Regions from separate parts of the Gossypium hirsutum genome. Here region 2 is linked to region 1. Evidence: chromatin contacts called from public Hi-C data. All regions are on one chromosome and are shown on one strand. The core of a region is the stretch at or near the end of the contact, and the rest is flanking DNA. Distances in the headings are between cores, read along the strand shown. Region 1 has its middle 18 kb from the start of LOC107954648. Region 2 holds the start of LOC107954644 (transcription factor PIF1).

Evidence for each region. Hi-C and Micro-C count contacts between places; a contact is called where the count stands out from the background.
Region 2: a Hi-C map of leaf shows a contact between it and region 1, with 1.8 times the contacts expected there. The contact joins the promoter of LOC107954644 here to the enhancer-like site in region 1. A contact is called at or near these places in 2 of 34 Hi-C or Micro-C datasets (both in leaf).

The regions. Positions count from the first base shown.
Region 1 is chrD07:29,239,691-29,242,941 of Gossypium_hirsutum_v2.1, forward strand. No RefSeq gene overlaps it. Among protein-coding and RNA genes, the nearest start is that of LOC107954648, 18 kb to the left of the region's middle. Within about 2 kb of position 1,466, at least 2 of the 9 cell types and tissues checked have an H3K27ac peak or open chromatin away from gene starts, as enhancers often do. A contact at or near this core is called in leaf, where this site is marked.
Region 2 is chrD07:29,507,668-29,510,988 of Gossypium_hirsutum_v2.1, forward strand. It overlaps LOC107954644 (transcription factor PIF1), which reads left to right and starts at 1,752. Exons shown (of 9, transcript XM_041096493.1): 1 at 1,752-1,951; 2 at 2,165-2,270; 3 at 2,388-3,255. The coding sequence starts at 2,188.

The sequences.
Region 1 (3,251 bases), core at 216-2,715:
ATTTAATTGAGTTGATTTATTTGATATGGAATTAAATTGGGCGGTCGTAAGAATTGTTCAACTAGAGAATTTGATTAAAGAATTTTCTTGAAAATTAATTCGGAAAATCTAAGTAATTTTAGGAAAAATTAATTTTGATAAAGTAAAATTAAATTACTTAAAATTATTAAAATTAATATGATATTTTTGGGAATTAATTTTCAAGTAAAATAATTGACCTAATAGATAATTGAACTTGAAAATTGGACCTGAGATTGTAAATTGGGCCCGGGAGCCTAAAACCGAGACTAAGACCCAAAAATTGGTCGAACCGGGTCTAGTATGTGAAACCAGGTCGATAGTCCAATTGGTCGCTAGATTGGATCGGTTGGGACATCACTAGCTCAGACCAAACTGGTAGCAACCGAATCAGCTCAGGGTGCCGGCAACTGGGTCATTATTTGACGAACACTTGAGTTCAAAAGAAAGTTATAGAGAGAAAATTATCTGAAGAAATTATTTTAGAAAATTTCTAAAGATATTTTTCTTATTTACAACTTGACCCAAAAGTTTAGAGAAATTTTAAAATTACCGCATTGGTAGCTTTTGTGAAAAATTTTCTAATTCAAAGCGAGCCCACACTCGGTAGACGCGAGCGTGAGGATAGTGGAGAAGACTACTTAGTCGAATCATTCATCCTAGACGAATCGAAAATGTACAATTTTGATTAAGTGTTTATTACTTTAGATATCATAACCAAGTTCTTGTTTTGGTAATATTTTTAAAACTTTGATTTTTCCTTAAATTTATTTTCTGCTGCCTTTTCCAAACCTGATTTTCCAACACAAATTCCTTCGGCAAACCTATTAGCCTCAAACGGAAAGGAATTAAGATATTTGATTTTTGTAATAATACCATTTGTCTTAGCACCACTAATCCGAGTTTCAATTAAACAAATCAACTCTGGAGAAAATTCTTTCCTATACTCATTCACAATATTATTGGACCTGGGATGCCCAACCCCTTGACAATTCCAACAAAATGTCTTTGTGTCCATAATTAAATAAATAATCATAAAAGACAAAACCTAGAAACAATCAAGTATTTTAGCAGCTAACTTTATCTCTACAGTCACTCTTGGTATCTATAACTTCTTCCTTACTCGGGTCGTCGTTCTCTTTATAAGCGCCATTAGGAACCTGTTCAAAACTATGAACCAAGCCCTGCATTGCCACTTCCAAATCCTTATTGTCATTTAGAAGCCTACTTGCAACAATATTCGGTGGCTTATCATGCTGCTCATTCCCAACATCTCTAATTTTCTGTACACTATTTTGAGAGGCCCTACTTGATTCCTCAAAATTAAAAACCCACATTCTCATTCCCTTTAACCACTTTAGAAATTTGCCTCTCCTCCACACACACTGTCTTATGTTTGTCTTTGTTCAAATTAGAAGGAACACTGATGAGCTGGACAAATAACTTTTCCCCATGACCCATATCCATTTTTGGTCCCATCTTTGAGCCATCATCAAAAGCCACATGGTCTTTTGTGGCCTTAAAACCCAATTTCTCATTAGTAGGCTTTAAAGCCTTAAAACCTTTTTTCCAGCCTAGATCCAATCATAGCTCCTTTCCCTTTGGCTCGCTGACCTAAATTAAAATCCTTAGAAATTCCTTTACGTTTTTTAATCCCAAAATTCTCCACTACTCCCATCACCATCTCCTAGTTTATCTTATTACCCATTTGTTCAATATTTTCCCCCAATATCCACGCCAAAACTCACCCCCTTATCCCCTCCATATCCCATACCATATTTTTCCTCGTTAATCGCAACGCAAATCTGTAAACTCTAAATTATATAGGGTTTTTCTAGTCATTTTTACCACCTTTTTACTTAATAATGATACTAATCTCGAGTATTTGTTATGTAACACCCTTAACATGTATTCGTCGCTAAAATAGGATTACGAGGCATTACCGGACCCGACACAACTTCTGAACTATTGCATGTATATAGACGTAATCATGGTAAAATCTCTTAAACCTAACCAACTTTAAAATATTTCATGACACTAAATTAATATATATTCGTATTCATTTAATACATAAACAAAGTATCAAAATAACACTTCCCCATATAAGCTATGCGCATATCAAAATAAACAATTTTATTAATTACAATATACATATAAAACGAGTGAGTCAAACCATAACATATGACCATATCACAATCGGTACATTACTATTGTTTAGCCTTTTTGTTCAATGCTTAGCCAAAACATAAATGAAAATATACCATAATAATGATTCAATTATGAGAAAATGTTTATACCCAAACAGACATCAACTTTCCAATAATACGAGTCTATTTTGCTAAATTACCTTACATCATTGTTGATCACATCTTTTAAATCCGTAATCTAATACATACACATATGCCCAAATATGTCATTTATTAATTTACTACCTTACTAAGCCGTATCCTAGTCATTTTCAAATATAAATCAAACACTTATCATTTACATGCAAAGACATCTCATAAAACATAATCATTATATATAAAACAAATCTACTAATGCATTACATGCCAAAACCGAACCTATATATATATGTATAAATGATATTAATCCTGTAACATATCATAGGTCACTTATAAAACTAATTTCGTAAACAAGACTCATTATACCAATTACCAATTCTAATTACAATATGTATATCAATTTAAGTATAATACCATAGCAATAATCCACACTTAACAAATATAAGAAAAATTAACGTTAACATATAACTGGACATTTAGTTCCATGATTTAAACACCACTACCAAAACACAAGGTAATTTATAGTCATCAATAAGAACTCATTCATCAATTATACCTAACTCACTTAAAATGAAACTATAACAAACCATAATTGCAAATCATGCCAACCTTCAAGACTATATCATCTTGCATATACCAAATACGTCATATACCTATAATATACCTATTGCTTTTGAAAGAGGCTTAAACTATAACTGAATTACATCACCATCAACAATATGTCGAACACATCACACATATATAAATACCATAACCGAAATTTGCTTAAACTTAAGCATTATATCTAGCCATTTTCGCATGGCTTAATATTTACAAATTCAAAACTAACCCAAAACACTAGCTAGCCTATACATGCCATAAGTGTAAGGTTCAACTTTTTAAAATGCCAAATTAGCGATCAATAGTATATTAGATTACTCTGACGATCCTCGAGCTCGTAACTTGATT
Region 2 (3,321 bases), core at 502-3,001, 270 kb after region 1:
TACTTTTTTGGTTTAATTTTATCAATTACAAACATAATTAATACTTGACGAGAGAATAAATTAAAGTAAAATGATCAAGATTCAAACTTTAATTATTGTTGAGAACTTAAATGGAGTTAATGATGTGGCATATCATGAGTGGTTGGAATGTAGAATAAGAAAGGGTAAGAGAAGTTATAATTTTAAAGTACAAAATGATAAGTACTGAAAAAAAAAATGATGAAAAATTGGAAGTCATAGGATGTGGTGGGTGAGTGTGAACTGTGAAGGGACAGTCCCCCATATGGAGAAAGAAAACATGTTTCTTATCCCTACACTATTTCCCAACTGCCTCCTCCCACTTTCATCTTCTTTTTATTTAAATTACTAAAACAATACCATTCTTTTAACACCAATCTTGGCTTGTTTTGCCCTTTCTTTAAATAATAATAATAGGGTTTGAATGGGTGTAATCTGATAAGAAAAAGAACACACACCCAAAAGTCCTTATGTTTTATTATATTAATTTTTCAAAATAAATTTCATACCAGTTATCAAAATTGCTTGTCAATTATGGTCAAGCTTCTACCTCAACAGCATTAAATATTAAATAATTACTTGAAGGTAAATAATTATAAATTTGTTTATACTTATAAACACCTTATTGAAAAAAAAATGAAGAGCGTTTAATTTGGAGTTCCAATATTAAAATAAATTTGAGTGAGATTGAAAAAGATTCTGATTATGCTTTAAAAGAAATGATATTTGATATAAGAAATATAATAAAATATTACCAGTACTAAAAGGAACATAAATAATCCAACTACCACTTATTATATACCAAAACAAAATCTATAAAGAGTATAGAAAAAAAGGTAGCATCTTATCTAAAAGAAGAAGAATTAATAATAATAATAATAATAATAATAATAATAATAGTAGTAAAGGATTAATTAAGTTTACATCACAAGGCAGTTTACCGTTAATTGTCATTTTCTTCTTAAAGTAAACCCACTCACTTTCCTTTAATTTTATTTTACCAAATATAATATTAAGTATATAAGATGATACTTAAATTGAATGTATCAAAATTAGTATCCTAGTACTAATACTTTAATTGGAAAGGGTATGTGCCAATCATTGTTTTAAACCATAATTAAATCCAACTTTTCTTTCTTTCTAATTGTAATGTAGTTTTTCTTGGAATAAAAACTTAACGTCAGCAATGGCACAAAATATAATAATAAAATTGAATGCAGTTTCGTAATTACCAGCGACAAAATCATGGAACTCAATAATTATAACTTTAGTGGCCAAAAAACATATTATATATAAAGAAAGAGAAACCGACTTGACTTGTAGCAAAGACAGCTGCCCAGCAGGTGTTGAACTGTAATTCAGCATTCTCACAGCTGAAACCAAAGTTTTTAGCTGACAATTCACATTCTTTTCAATATAACGGATTTTAACTAGGATAATGGTAGAAGTTAAATTGGATATCAAATAAAGAATTTTATAATTTTTCTTGTAATTTTATATAATAAGTACTCATATTACATTTAAATTAAATTAATTATAATTATGGACATTCATCAAAATTTGAATCTAGTTAATAAGCTGATTACGATTCATGTAATTAAAATACATGGTTGATATACAAAATATATAATTGATGCACACACAAACCATTACCGTCAATTTGTGGAAACAAAAAAGATTGGGGTCCGCAGCTATTTTGTTTTGTGGGCATCTAATTACTAATAAGAAGGAAGAAAGCGTTGGTACCATCCACTGTCAAAAGATGCAGAGAAAAACAGGATCTTATCTTTGGTGAAACACCTAAATTCTACTTCATCCCCACACCAAATCTTTTTTTCTAAAAAAACCCTTCTCCTGCTTCCTTTTTCCCTCTCACACTGCCAATCTGCCATTTCAGGATATATATACATATGCTACAACGTTGGAGAGCTTTGTACGGCTTTGGATTTTCAAATATATTTTCGTTTCCTATCTAGGGTTTTTTCATAACACCACCTATGTTGTATTTCTTTTAGGATTTCCACATCTACACAAGTAAAAACAAACCATTCTCTTATCTTAACACCTTAATTACTTACAATTTCCTCCTTCCTTTTTCTACAATTTTTCTTTTTGGGTGAGTTATTAATGTTTAATATAAATACAGATTAAAGTGTTAAGAGAGAGAGGATGAATCACTGCGTCCCCGATTTCGAAATGGAAGATGATGATTCCATCCCTTGTACTTTAACTCGCTCTAAAAAGCCTTCCATGTAAGCTAAACCTTCTTCTTCTTCTTCTTCTTCTTCTTCTCTATTTTATTTATTTTTTATCGCTTTATTATTGTTGCCAAAACCGTGAGTTGATGACGCGATGGAATTATGAAACAGGCCAGAGGATGAAATCATGGAGCTGTTGTGGCAAAACGGTCAAGTTGTTATGCAGAGCCAAAACCAAAGATCTATCAAGAAGTCACCGCCGTTCAAATTCCAAGGCGCCGACCCATCTGCTACCAAAGAGATCTGGTCTTCCTCATCTCACCATCATCATCAACAACAGCAGCAGCAGCAGCAGCAATCGCTTACCGATCATCACCTCTTTATGCAAGAAGACGAAATGGCTTCATGGCTTCACTATCCTCTCAGCGACGCCAGCTTCGACCACGATTTCTGTGCTGATCTCCTCTATCCTTCCTCCGCCGCCCCTTGCCTTACCTCCACCACCGCCACAACCTCCGCTCCTCCTCCACTCGGGAAAGTTACTCAAGTTTCAGCTTCAGCTGTGGCGTCAGCTTCTAGACCCCCGATACCGCCGTCGAGGAGGAATGAGTTGGAGTCGACGAGGATTCAGAACTTCGTTCACTTCTCCAGGCATAAAGCGGTGAGGGTGGAACAATTTAAACAGTCTAATTCTAAGAGCGTAGTTAGGGAATTGACGGTCGTTGATTCCAGCGATACTCCGGCTATGGCTCCCGAATCAGGAGCCTCTCAGGCCATGCCCTGCAACACTGAGGCAGCTTCTGGAGAAAACGACAATATTAACTGCGCCAACATGAGCGTCGCTGCAGGAGCCAACACGCAATCAGCTGGTGTCAGCGGGAGTGCCTGCAAAGACAATTTAGCCGCGTACGAGGTCACGGTGACATCGTCACCTGGTGGCTCCGGTGCCAGTGCCGAACCCACGGCTCAAAAGGCAGCAGCCGCTGAGGACCGGAAGCGTAAAGGAAGAGAACTGGAGGACACCGAATATCACAGCGAGGTTAGTTCATTCGAGTTAAAAGTTTTCTGTTCCGTCTCGGCTAACGTGCGCCAGGGGTTAACGTCG